Regions from separate parts of the Mus musculus genome. Here regions 1 and 3 are each linked to region 2. A link is a contact called in public HiChIP or PLAC-seq and promoter capture Hi-C data. All regions are on one chromosome and are shown on one strand. The core of a region is the stretch at or near the end of the contact, and the rest is flanking DNA. Distances in the headings are between cores, read along the strand shown.

Region 1 (3,926 bases), core at 1,255-3,754, 530 kb before region 2:
TCACAGCACTTGGGAGGCAGAGGCCAGCCTGGTCAACAAAATGAGTTCCAGGACAGCCAGGTCTATACAGAGAAACCCTGTCTCGAAAAAACAACAACAACAAAAAAAAACAAAGAAAACAGCCGGGCGTGGTGGTGCACGCCTTTAATCCCAGCACTTGGGAGGCAGAGGCAGGCGGATTTCTGAGTTCGAGGCCAGCCTGGTCTACAAAGTGAGTTCCAGGACAGCCAGGGCTATACAGAGAAACCAAAAAAAAAAAAAAAAAAAAAAAAAAACCACCAAAGAAAACAAAAACAGGATCCCCCAGTACTGAAGTTACAGGTGTCTGAAAGCCTTCTGATGTGGGTGCTGGGAACTGAACCCCTGTGGAAGAGCAGACAGTGCTCTTAAAGGCTGATTTGTCTCTCCATTAGATAGTGCTCTTTCACAATGAACTGTCCACGATATCGTTCTGGCCAGAGTGCAATGCTCTGTGTACTGGACGCTATCAGAGGAGATCTGGGGGCTCTGGAGCATTGCTCTCCAAAGGAGAGGGGGGAGAATTCTGAAGCTCTCAGGCAGTCTTTGATGAAATAACCTTTATTCCTTGTGGCTAGGGTCTAATATACATTTTGGGGTGGGGTGGGATCTAAAAGCAGATGCTTTCTATTGGCTTGGTCGGAGAAGTTAGGGATGCTACATCTGCATGTGGAGGGAGGGCCTTCAGGTGTTGGGGGGGGGGTTTAACACCCCGTGTGACTGACTCATGGGGTGTCTTGGTCAAGTGTTCCAGGTTCAGAGTAGGGTTTCTGAATCCGCTCAACCTTCCCAGTTTTTGTCTGGTGACAAGGTTCCATCAGCCCCTCAACAGTCCAACTATTCAACCAGTAGGACAGACTGTGGGTATTAGATGCTTAATAAAAATTAGATATCAGCCGGGCAGTGGTGGCGCACGCCTTTAATCCCAGCACTCGGGAGGCAGAGGCAGGCGAATTTCTGAGTTCGAGGCCAGCCTGGTCTACAAAGTGAGTTCCAAGACAGCCAGGGCTATACAGAAACCCTGTATCGAAAAACCAAAATCAAAAAAAAAAAAAAATTCGATATCATAAAAAATACTAAAACCATGTCTAACAACAGGCGGCGGTTTGAATAAGGAAAAATATCTAAGTCGCTCAAGTCCGGAGAAGAGAGCTCCATAGTCTACAATCAGAGAACAAAGACTACCATTCTTAAACTATCTCTACTCCAGCAAAAACTAAAACAAAAAGACCAATTTCTCGTTCATCTCACGCAAAAGAACCTGCCTGCCGCCCCTTACCTCCCTCTATCATTTCTTTCTACGGTCTCCTGGGCTATCACAACCCCCCCCCCACACACACACACACTTTTGCATAACTTCAGAAACACATTTCAAAATAAAACAGAGAAACCATCCGGGTCTGCAGCAATTCTTACTCGACAGGCCGAAATGGAAAGCTTGGCTTGAGAAAACCTCAAGCTCACGGATTCTCTCGTCGCCCCGACCTCTAATGAACTTAAACCCGAGTTCCCGCTAAATCCCGCCCCGCTCCGTAGATGCGCTGTGCGGGACCGGCATTCCGGCTATCTCTACCTTACACCCCAGGTCTCCATCACCCGCGATTCCCCCCCCCAAATGTTTCCTCTTTGGGAAAGCGGGGAGAAATAGGTTCATTTCTGTTAAGAGCCGGCCCTTGGCGCGCGGGGCAACTACTACGGGAGGAGAAGGGGGCGGGAGCACGGTACTATCCATCAAGCTCTCCGCGCTCTGAGATCGCGAGTCCTCTTCGGGCCTCGTCCGTGGCTCAGAAATCTTCCCTTACACCCTGAGCCCGGGTGGGACTGTGGGTGCAGAATCTCGAAGGCCAGGTCGAGATGACAACTCTCGATGCCCGGGCTCCGAGGGGGTGGGAGCAAGAACAAAGCGGCGGCCACCCACAGTCAGGACCGGGAGACCCAGAGGACCCGCCAAGAACCGCTTACCTACGGACAGCAGCTGCATGGCGTGAGTGAAGGACGGGTCGAGCGAGTCCTTCTCGGCCATGAGTTCAGGCAGGTACTTATTCTCCGGCTCCATCTTGACCGCGGCTGTGGCTGACGGGGGCAGCAGCGGGGTCGGCGCGGAACCCACCACCGTCGCGTCGGGACCAGGGGTGGAGGGAGGCAGCAGCGGCGGCGGCTGGGTGGCGGGCGAGGCCCGAGCGCCTCCTCTGGGCCCACCTCCCCCTCCCCGGGGCCGGTGAGGAAGCGGCGACGGCCGAGACGGGGTCAGACGCACCGAGGGGTGGGCACCTGACGGGTCCTTGGAGCAGCTGCGGCCCGAGGACCGGGTGAGGCGCGAGGCAGGATCGTCCCGGCGCTGCATCGGGGATGATGGGTGGCGAGCGAACGAGCGAGGAAGCGACGCGGCGGCAGCTGAGGCCCGAGCGGCGGTTGGCGGGGGTGGAAGAACAGGAGCGACAGCGACCGAAGCCGACCCGAGCGACCCAGCGAGAGAGCACCGGAAATGAGGCGGCGCGCGTGCGCAGGCGCCTACCGGCACCGCCCTTGAGTTTCTCCGCGGAGAACAAAGTCCCCAGTTGGACCACGGCGCCTGCGCCGACTGAAGACGTCGCCTCCCCGCTTGGGCTCCGAGCTTAGGGCGCCTGCGCGGGCGCCCGCCGCCTTCCTTCATTTCTTTTTCTTTTCCACGTGACCCGGCGCTAGCGGTACACGTGTCTCCCCTCCCCCTCCCCCGGGCGGAGTGCGCGGAGGGGGCGGGCGCCGTGGAATGTCTTTGTCTGCGCTCGGGCCCGCGGAGTGTGCGGCAGGAGACCTGTTATTCGTGCGCCACGCCTCCTTCAACGGCCGAGCCTGGGGAGGTCCCCGAGGGAGCGGTGCCCCGGAGTGGAATCGGGGGCCGCCCCTCCAACCGGGAAATGAAAAGAACGCTTCTGGAGAGAGGGGGACGCGAGGGTTAGAGCCAAGTGAAGCCGGAAGAGAGGGAAAGACTGCGCGAGCGAACGGGATGGGAAGATGGGGATGCGGGCGGGCGTGGTGGGAGGGAGGAGGCTGACCCAGAGATAAGTGATGAGTGTGCGAAAGGGAAGCCAGGAATGGGGAATGCTGTGTGTTGCAGAACTGAAACTCAGAAGGAGTCGAAGGGGTCAGTCAGAGACGCAAAGACCGGAAGAAAAGGGCTCCCTCCATACCCAAGTAGGGCATCCAGGAAGTCAGTCGGCAAGATTTCCATTAGAGCAGGTTCAAAACTAGTGAGAGAATTATTAAAAGATGCATTTGGGGTCGGGTCAACTGGTAATGCTGCTTATCACCTGTTTTTGGAGTCCCCGGCTTGTTGGCTTGTTCCCCACCCACTCATCCCCGGTAAATTCCAAATTTTCTCTCTCTCTCTCCTTCCAACCCCGCCTACTCAGAAAGCCTCAGAACACAAAAAGGCGCCAAAAAATCCAGTCCTGAATTCCTGACTGTACTAATCCTCATCTTTAGTCACCAGCCACCCAAGCCCCACCCTAGATGACCATACCTGGGCACAAGCCCAGCTTGTGGTAGACTTGTCATTTTCTTCGCCTACAATCTATCAAAAAAGTACCAGCCATACTCTGCCCCCGACCTCTGAGGCTGGTGGACTCACCCGGGAACCCATTTCCAAATAGATATGCCTTTTTAAAAAAAATTATTCTTGAATTAGCTTATTTCGTTGGGGGTGGAGGGGACTATTATCAACCTGAGTTCTAGCCCCAGGCCCAAAATAGGAGAGAACCAGCTCTCCCAAGTTTTCTGACCTCTACTTGCACATAGAGGCCTTCATGTCCAGCCATACTAAGGGGATGAGGTGGTTATGCATCCTAGCGCTGAGGAGGAAAAGCCACAGAATTACCTCATGTTTGAGACAAGTCTGGCCTACATACACAGCACAGCTACAGGCCACC
Region 2 (4,343 bases), core at 1,499-3,998:
GGAAAGTAAATACTTATAAATAAATAAGTATCCTTCTTACACTGCTGGGCCTGAGTCACCAGGTAGCTCCATTCCTGGGTGCCGACCTATAATAAGGATAGAATGAGTGGTGGTCATGGTTGGCATAGTCACCTCTAAAACAGGATAGCAATGCCAGAGGGCTTCATGGAGAGTCAGTGAGAGAGCACGATCCTCGATCTTAGTTCAGCACCTGGCACACTAAATGTCAGAGGAAACAGGGGCAGGTCCTTCACAGATGTTAGACACTAAGTAGCTTCAAGTCTCCCCCAGAATGTGGTGGGGGTGTGGATGAGAGAAGACACCTGGACCAAGAGTGAGATTTTTTTTTCCCAGAGGGGAATATATATCCCAGGCTTGCTTGACAATCACTATGTAGTAGAAGCAGATCTTGAAATTCTGCCTCTACATTCTTTTTTTTTTTTTAAGATTTTATTTATTTATTTCATGTATGTGGGAACATTGCCACTGTCTTCAGACACACCAGAAAAGGGCATCAGATCCCATTACAGAAGGTTGTGAGCTACTGTGTGATTGCTGGGAATTGAACTCAGGACCTCTGGAAGGGCAGCCAGTCAGTGCTCTTAACTTCGGAGCCATCTCTCCAGCCCCTGCCTCTACATTCTGAATACTGGGGTGGCAGACATGCATCACTACACCTGGCTTCAGACTCTTAAAAATTATATTTTAGATTTTTTTATGTGTATGAGTACGAGCACGCAGTGCCCGAGGGGATCAGAAAGGTCATCATGTCTCTTGGAACTGGAGTTACAAATGATTGTGAGTTGCCATGTGGGTGCTGGGAAGCCACCCTGGGGTCTCTGAGTCAACAGCCAGTGCTCTTAACTGCTGAGCCATCTCTCAGTTCCCTGACTTCAGATGTTAAACCCGACCAGGAAGCCGAGGGTCTGAGCAGTCCTGGCTGGCCTCAGCTCCGTAGACTGCAGACTGGGTGACTCAGAGCTGATCTTGGCTCTGTTCTCCGGATGGAATTCTCCACCTACGTCTCCTCCTGGGTGACAACAGCTCCCACAATGCCCACTCACTGTACACAGGAGCTGGGCGGCAGTTTCCACCTTTCATCTGCCCATATCACCAAGAGTATACCAAAGGAGGTACTGCGGTGGCCTTCAGTTCAGGCATGGAGAGATCAGGATAGAAGGATTGGCTGAACTGCCCTCACAACCCCTCTCCCAGTAGGACACGGGTAACCAGGCAAGACCAGATGGGAATCATGGTCTGTGAGTGGGAACGTCTCCCTCCCTAACCAGGAAGCAAACCCGTCCCAGGAAGGGGTATGAGCATCAGCAAGGAATAGCCTTACTCTGATCTCCTGTTCAAGCTTCTCTCTCTCTCCCTCTCTCCCTCTACCCGTCTCTCCCTCTCCCCCCCCCCCCCACTTCAGTGGAAAGAGAGGCCCAAGAGAGGACAAGAGCTGTGTCCAGGGACCCACGCCACTGCCTCCCCAGACTGAGCTCACTCTCAGAAAATGGCTACAAAGAAAACCTCTAGATGCGCAGCTCTCTCCTGGGCACCCGCTCCTAACACGCACACAAATCAGGGACAAAGGATGCAAGTCCTGAACGAACCTTCCTACAGCAGCCAGCCGCGGGAGCCCTCTCCGCCCCTCTTTGTGTGGGGCCAGAAGGGGAGGGAGCTGTCTGAAAGAGCCTCAGATTTAATGAGGGGAAGAAGGAAAAGAAAGGGGGCTGGGGAAGTGGGGGCCTCCCGGCCGGTTATGGCCGGCCGGGTCCCCTCCCCTGTGCTGGTTGCTGCCCCAAAACAGAGCTGGCCTCCCGCCTGGTCCCCAACAGTGGCGACCAGGTGGACACACGCAACCTCCCTCAATTTCTGGATCTTTCCAAATCCAAAGTTTGGCACAGGTAGTCAGTGACAACCGACACCAACCTCGCTCAAGAGCGGGATGGGGGGGGGGGGGCTCCTGCCCACCCTTCTTACCCAACCCCCATCTCCTTTCCAGCTCGAGCTGGAGGGAAAGGGTCCAGCGCTTGCAGGGGGGGTGCCCTAGAGTGAGCGGGCCAGACTGCGCGCCGAAAGAGGATGCAGACGGAGCTGGTTACGACGACGTTCAGACAGACAGACAGTGCCCGAATCCTAGAGAAGTGAACGGGACAAACACAAAAGAACAGACTAAGCCAGGCGACAGGGGCAGACAGAATGACAGACGCTCTGCCAGAAAGACAGTAAGCTCAGCGGGGCCGGGACCCTACCAGTTACACAAAGAGTCCCGCGCCCTGGAGAGAGACGCGCCACGCAACCTGGGGGTGCTCTGAGCTGGGGAGCGCGCAATGGCCGCGGGGCTCCCCGCACCCGCTGCCGGCCTCAGTATCCCGGTTCTCGGAGTGACGGCGCCAAAGGCGCCCGGCCGCGCCCCACCCCTCCCCCGCGGTCACCCGAGCCGCGACACCAGCTGTCCAGCGCACCGCGGCCGAAGCGGAGCAGCTGGGGGATGAGGATAAGAAGGGCATCGGTGGGGCCTCTGAAAGGCAAGTTTGGAGGAAGCAAAAAGAAGAAAGTACTTGGAGGAAGAAGGTAGAGAAAAAGTGAGCGGGGCCGCGGCAGGGACGAGGTGGGCACTCACGCAGCTGAGCAGGGAGCAGGCCCCGAGACAGGCCCCCATGGCGGTGAGGGGCGCGGGGCTCGGGGCACCGGCCTCGGATCCCGGATCCGGTGGGACTCCAGGCGCTTGGCTGGCCCCACCCCAAACCCATCCCCGCCCCAGCCCCGCCCCACCTGCCGAAGCCGCTCGTCACTTTCCGGCGACGCTCGGGGCCTCCTAGGACTCACCTGGGACAGGTACTGGCGCCAGACATTTCCTAAAGAGGTTGAGATGGGGAAAGTCCAGCAACGACAGGGGCACAGCCCAACTCAACTCTGAGCTAGGATTGTCTGCTGAACCAAAGCGAGGATTTGGAAATACATCTGGATTTGAACTTCATAGGAGCCATTGTGTGACCGACCCCAAATACTGTCATTGTTAGAGGAAGTAAGAGGTGGTCTTCCCTGATGCCCTTGGATCTTGGCGGAAAACCTCGGCCCAATCTATGGGTGCTCAATGGTAAATTACTAGGCAAGGGGGTGGGGGGATGGTAATGTAGCTGAGTCGGTAGAGTGTTTCCAGAGAATTCATGAAGTCCTAGGTTTGATCCACATAAAACTGGGCATGGTGGCTCTCGCCTGTAACCCAGCACTCAGGAGGCAGGAATCACAAATTCAAAATTATCTTTGGCTGCATAGCCAGATCTAGGTCAGCCTGGGTTACATGGGATCCTGCCTACGGAAAGAAAGAAGAGAAGGACAGACAGAGGGAGGATAAGGGAGGCTACTTTGCTTCTCTGAGTCTCAGTTTCCCCTATTGAAACTAAAGGTGCTAACCTCATGGGGCTGTTAGAACACACAGCAACTGCTCCATGAATAAAAGCCTGTGTCATTCCCATCCCTGTTAAGGCCCCAGATTCGTACTTGTTTAGACCCTCTCCTCTCCATCCACCTTGTCTTCAAACTCTGGACCTGTCTTGGATCACACACACACACACACACACACACACACACACACACACACGAGAGAGAGAGAGAGAGAGAGAGAGAGAGAGAGAGAGAGAGAGAGAAACACAGATAGATATACAGAGAGAGAGAGACAAATACACACACACACACACACACACACACACACTGCTCAGCACTCCACACACACACATATACACATAAGAGAGACAGACAGACAGACAGAGATACACACAGGCACACACACTCACTGCTCAGCACTGCACACAGAGAGACAGAGACAGAGGCAGATAGACATACACACAGAAAGAGACACATACACACAGAGAGAGACACATACAGAGACACACACACACACACTCTGTTCAGCACTCCTCACTCCCTATCTGTGTACAGCCATGACCTCCTAGCTAAGGAGGTCACTGGGTGAGAGGGCATCCTGGCAGGTCATCCCCAGGATCGGGTGTGAGGCGCAGCAGCAGAGTTCTGTAATTATGGTAGCTCACCCCAGCCTTCTCCCCCACCAACTCTAGACCAGATAATGTTAGGGAAGGAAGTCCATAGGTTTGGCTGGCCGCAGGGGCCAAAGATCCGGCCTAACTGCTTCCCCGAGTGATTCATACAGCACCTGGCTGAGCTGGTAATTGTGCCAGGGCTGTTCCGCAAATACCCTGCACTTTCCCTCCTCCACACGTCAGCCCACCTGGTGCCTTCCTCCTGAAAGTCCTTCTCCTTGTCCACCTGTGGTGCCTTCAAAGCTTTGCCCACATCCCACATCTTCTAGATGAAGAGAACCAGAT
Region 3 (4,129 bases), core at 1,587-4,086, 520 kb after region 2:
GGACTGGAGTTACAGGCAGTTGTGAGTTGCCTTGTGGGTGCTGGGAATTGAACCCAGGCCTTCTAGAAGAGCAGCCAGTGCTCTTAATCACTGAGCCATCTCTCTACCTCCAGCCTGCTTTCTTATACATCTGCAAAGGGATCACACCATTCACAGTGGACTGGGCTCTTCCACATTCTCAATCATTAATCAAGTAAATTCCCCCATCTGTCTATGGGCTAAGCTGATGGAAGCATTTTCTCAACTGAAGTTCCTTCTTCCCGGGTGACTCCAGCGTGTGTCATCTTAACAGCTGCCCAGTTCTTCAGCTCTGAAAAATGGGTTGGTGTCCTGTCAGAGAGAAGGGTGGAGGACAGGCGGCCTGGCTAGAGCCCTGCAGTTGTCCACTGAAAATCTGGACTTTCCCAGTTCCAGGAAAGACAGAAGGACTGGGGTGGGCGTGGTCGGGACTGTTTCTGCCTTTGGAGTCAAGAAGTCTTTGCCCGGTGACCTGCGGCTGGATGAAGGCAGTTTCTGGAGTCTGTTTGGATGAGGGTAGCACAGGGAAGGAGACATTCGTGTTCTGGGGATGTGATAAGGACACACACGGTGGTATAGGCAGGGTGACCTGTGATGTTCCAGGGACTAAATGTGCATCTCAACCCAGTCTGTGACTATACCTATAACAAGCAGCAGGTGGCGCTCCTAGCCCAAGATTCCCCACAAGGCTTCCTGCCGGGATCTCAGTAAAGGGGGTTTGCAGAATGAGGAAGGCAAGGCTGGGCCATGCTCCCTGGCAACCTGGTAGGCTCCTTTGAGCAACACTGTCAGCCTTGCTTGCCTCCCAGCATGGGCAGCTCAGTACTTTGCCCATCAGTCAGATCCAGCTGCCCCAAGGTTTTCTTTGCACCAAGTTGACATGCCACTCCTTGGGTCTCCTTCTTGATTCCAGCTAAACCTTTTTGTTTGTTTGTTTGTTTGTTTGTTTTTTTTTTTTTTTTTCAAGACGGGTTTCTCGGTATATCCCTAGCTGTCCTGAAATTCACTTTGTACACCAGACTGGCCTTGAACTCAGAAATCTGCCTGCCTCTGCCTCCCAAGTGGTGGGATTAAAGGCGTGCACCACCACCGCCCGGCCCAGCTAAACCTTTGAGAGCACCTCAGAACCAGTCCCAACCACATTGATTGAACTCCCAGTACACGAAAAGGAAGAGCTCACAAAAGCTTCCCAGCCTGTCCCCTGACCTGGTACACACAAGGCATTCAATATGTTTGTTGAATGAATAAGTGAAGCCCATATGGTCTTCATTTCCATCAGACATTGGGGAATAGGCTCAGAGAGGTGAAGTTGTACAAACAAGTACCAGAGCCCATGGTTGTCAGAACCAGGATTTGAACCCAAGCACTTGCTTAACCCAAAGCTAGAGTCCCTCAGCTCCTGGCTATGCTAGTGATAAAGCCAGTTCCTGATTCCTAGGCAGGTCAATCTTTTCATGTTGTATTCTTCAAGGCATCTTAGCTTCAAATGCCAAAACGCATCGAATGGGATTGATTTAAAAGACTCTTTGTGAGGGCCTGGGGATGTAGCTCAGTTGGTGGAGCACATGCCCTTCTGCACAAAGCTCTGGGTTCGGTTCTTAGCACAGCACAAATTGGATGTGATGGAGGTAGTAGGAATAGATGTTCAAGGTCATACTCAGCTACATCACAAGTTCAAGGTCAGCCTGAAAGTCCATCTTCCTTAAAAAAAAAGTGTCAACATTTATTTTTATCATTTTTAAAGGATTTATTTTTATTATTCGTGTGTATGTGTGCACACGCGGGCATGCGTGTCACACCTCTGCACATTAATGCAGGTGTCCTTGGAGGCTAAAGGTATTAGATCCTCTGAAGCTGGAGTCACAGGGCGTTGTGTCTAGCCTGGTGTGGGTACCGGGAACTAGTCACTTACATCTTTAAGTAGTATGCTGTATCTCTCACCAGCTCTCCCTCCCCTCTTATATTTGAAAATACAGAGACTCAGTATGTAGCCCAGGCTTTGAGATCCCTCTGCCTCAGCCTCCTAAGTCATGAGTACTGGGGTTACAGGCAGCTACTACTCAGGCTTGGCTCGTTCTCAGCGATCTGTAAGCCACAGAGTGGACGCCCCCCCCCCCCCAGGATGTCTACCGAGGTTAGCTAGGCAAGCCTTGCATACCTGTGATGCCCCAGCCTCTCACTCCCTCTGGGGAACCCATCTCACACTCTGCCTTATATGGTGCGGAGCTTCATGCTCTGGGTTTCTTTCCAAGGACACATGGCCATCAAATGGATAGTGCCGATTGCAGGGACATCAAAGGGTGTCCTGCTCAGCTCACATGCCAACTAACCAACGCCTACCCTTACCAGCCTCCCCGGAGACCCCTTAGTGCAACTGAGCCCCTGTGAATGGGAAACTGGAGACTTCACCAGCGTGTGAGCAGCAGACGCGTGCTGGTGTTCGCCATGCGTGCCTGTAGCTGACCCAAGCCCCTGCTTCCTGAACTCAGGGTGGCTAGGGGCCTGTGTCTCTCAGACAAACAGGCCAAGGAGAAGCTCAGGAGGACCAGGGGGAACCCCGAGTCGGGGTCCTCTGACACCACCCTACTGGGAGCAGAGAGACCCGGGGTGCTGTCTGGAAGAGCAGGTTCTCCCGCGGCTCGCACACGGCGTGCTTCGCGGATCCACAGTAGGGGGGCAGACGTCAACGCCCCTCGCCCCCCCCCCCCTGCGCGGGGGGAAACTGAGGCCGGGGGCGGTGTCGCGTGCCGGTGTCGCCGCGGCCCCGCCCTCCTGCTCGCCCCGCCTGCGCGGGGGGCGGCGGCGGTGGCGGCGGCGGCGGCGACGCTTCCTGCGGGCGCGGCCGCTGTGGGCGCGGAGCCGCGAGCGAGCGAACGAACGAGCGAGGCGGAGCCGGCGGCCGAGGAGCCGAGCGCAGGTCCCGCGCAGCCCGCGCCGCGAACAAAGGCCGCCATGAAGCCCGGGCCGCCGCGCCGCGGGACCGCACAGGGGCAGCGCGTGGACACCGCCACCCATGCGCCCGGGGCCCGCGGGCTGTTGCTGCCACCGCTGCTGCTGCTGCTGCTGGCCGGCCGCGCCGCGGGGGTGAGTGATGGGCCCCAAGAGGGTCCCCAGCGTGTACCCCGCGTGTCTTTGCGTGTCCCCTCGTCGCGCGTGCCGCGCTGGGTGTGTCCCGGTCTCATGGGGTCCCCTCCCCGCCGGGAAGCGTGTGCGTCCGGTATCCGCTGGGGTCGCCTTCTCCCCACCCCCACTCCATCCCAAGCTGCCTGCAGGGCCTTGGGGGCATTGGAGGAGGAGGGGGTGGGTCGATGAAGGTGACCCGCGAGGGTGAATGAGGGTGACCCTGTGTGTGTGTGTCTGCTTCTAAGAAGGGTGCGTGGGCACCTGTGGGTGTGGGCACGGGAGAGGCTCTGTCCATATGGCTGGATGGCATCCGCATCCCGCTCCACACTAGGGTGACCCATTCTGCACGCTGTGTTCCACCATGGCCAAGGCTGTGTGACTGTGGGTGAGGGGGTGTGTGCTTTGACCCATGGACCTGTGTGAAAGCACACGTATGTGTGTGCAGGTGTGTAGCGATGGTGGACCTGGCTCAGCTCCCACCCCAGAAGACATGGGTGTGTGTGCCATCAGAGGTGGGTACCAGGTGACCCCTGACTGTCCCTTTGAGAAACCGAAGTAGCTAAGGGATTGAACTTGGTTCTGGTTTCACTAGCAGAACGGGAGGAAGAGGGTCGGTCCTGCAGGTGGATGAGCCGGGTCCCTGCTCTGAGGAACCCAGCTCCCAAGTGAGTTCTGAGTTGACAGGTGTCTAAATGTGGGCTGAGTGAGCTGGGGAGTTCTAGGTCCTACCCCCATGTGGCTGACTCCAGGAGCAATGGCTGTCCCTACCCACTCAGATGACCACCAGAGCCCAGGCTGGCCGGCACGCCCCTTCTCTCCTAAGCAAGGTGGCCAGATTGTAGGGAGGCAGGCAAGACTCTGAGCTGCCCTGACAACTGTTAGCTTTGGGGAGGGGACCCCAAGATAGTACCTGGTGGTCGGTTCATGCCTTGCCCTTTTTTTCTTTTCTTTTCTTTTCTTTTCTTTTCTTTTCTTTTCTTCTTCTTCT

What was found. Promoter capture Hi-C pulls out the DNA fragments that hold promoters and counts their contacts. HiChIP or PLAC-seq counts read pairs in DNA pulled down with a chosen protein or histone mark.
Region 1: a contact with region 2 is called in an H3K4me3 HiChIP or PLAC-seq map of embryonic stem cells, with 10 read pairs. The contact joins the promoter of Khdrbs1 here to the promoter of Serinc2 in region 2. A contact is called at or near these places in 3 of 39 promoter capture datasets (hippocampal neurons and liver) and 6 of 115 datasets of contacts at active chromatin or transcription factors (embryonic hindbrain, embryonic stem cells, forebrain and 2 more).
Region 3: a contact with region 2 is called in a promoter capture Hi-C map of liver, with 4 times the contacts expected there. The contact joins the promoter of Sdc3 here to the promoter of Serinc2 in region 2. A contact is called at or near these places in 1 of 39 promoter capture datasets (liver), 1 of 115 datasets of contacts at active chromatin or transcription factors (embryonic midbrain) and 2 of 9 other capture datasets (embryonic stem cells and pancreatic islet).

The regions. Positions count from the first base shown.
Region 1 is chr4:129,739,799-129,743,724 of GRCm38.p6, forward strand. It overlaps Khdrbs1 (KH domain containing, RNA binding, signal transduction associated 1), which reads right to left and starts at 2,505. Exons shown (of 9, transcript NM_011317.4): 1 at 1,981-2,505. The coding sequence starts at 2,362.
Region 2 is chr4:130,272,838-130,277,180 of GRCm38.p6, forward strand. Serinc2 (serine incorporator 2) reads right to left here and starts at 2,749. Exons shown (of 10, transcript NM_172702.3): 1 at 2,621-2,749. The coding sequence starts at 2,659. It overlaps Gm34957 (a long non-coding RNA gene), which reads left to right and starts at 438. Exons shown (of 2, transcript XR_376686.3): 1 at 438-3,097.
Region 3 is chr4:130,789,701-130,793,829 of GRCm38.p6, forward strand. It overlaps Sdc3 (syndecan 3), which reads left to right and starts at 2,837. Exons shown (of 5, transcript NM_011520.3): 1 at 2,837-3,102. The coding sequence starts at 2,971.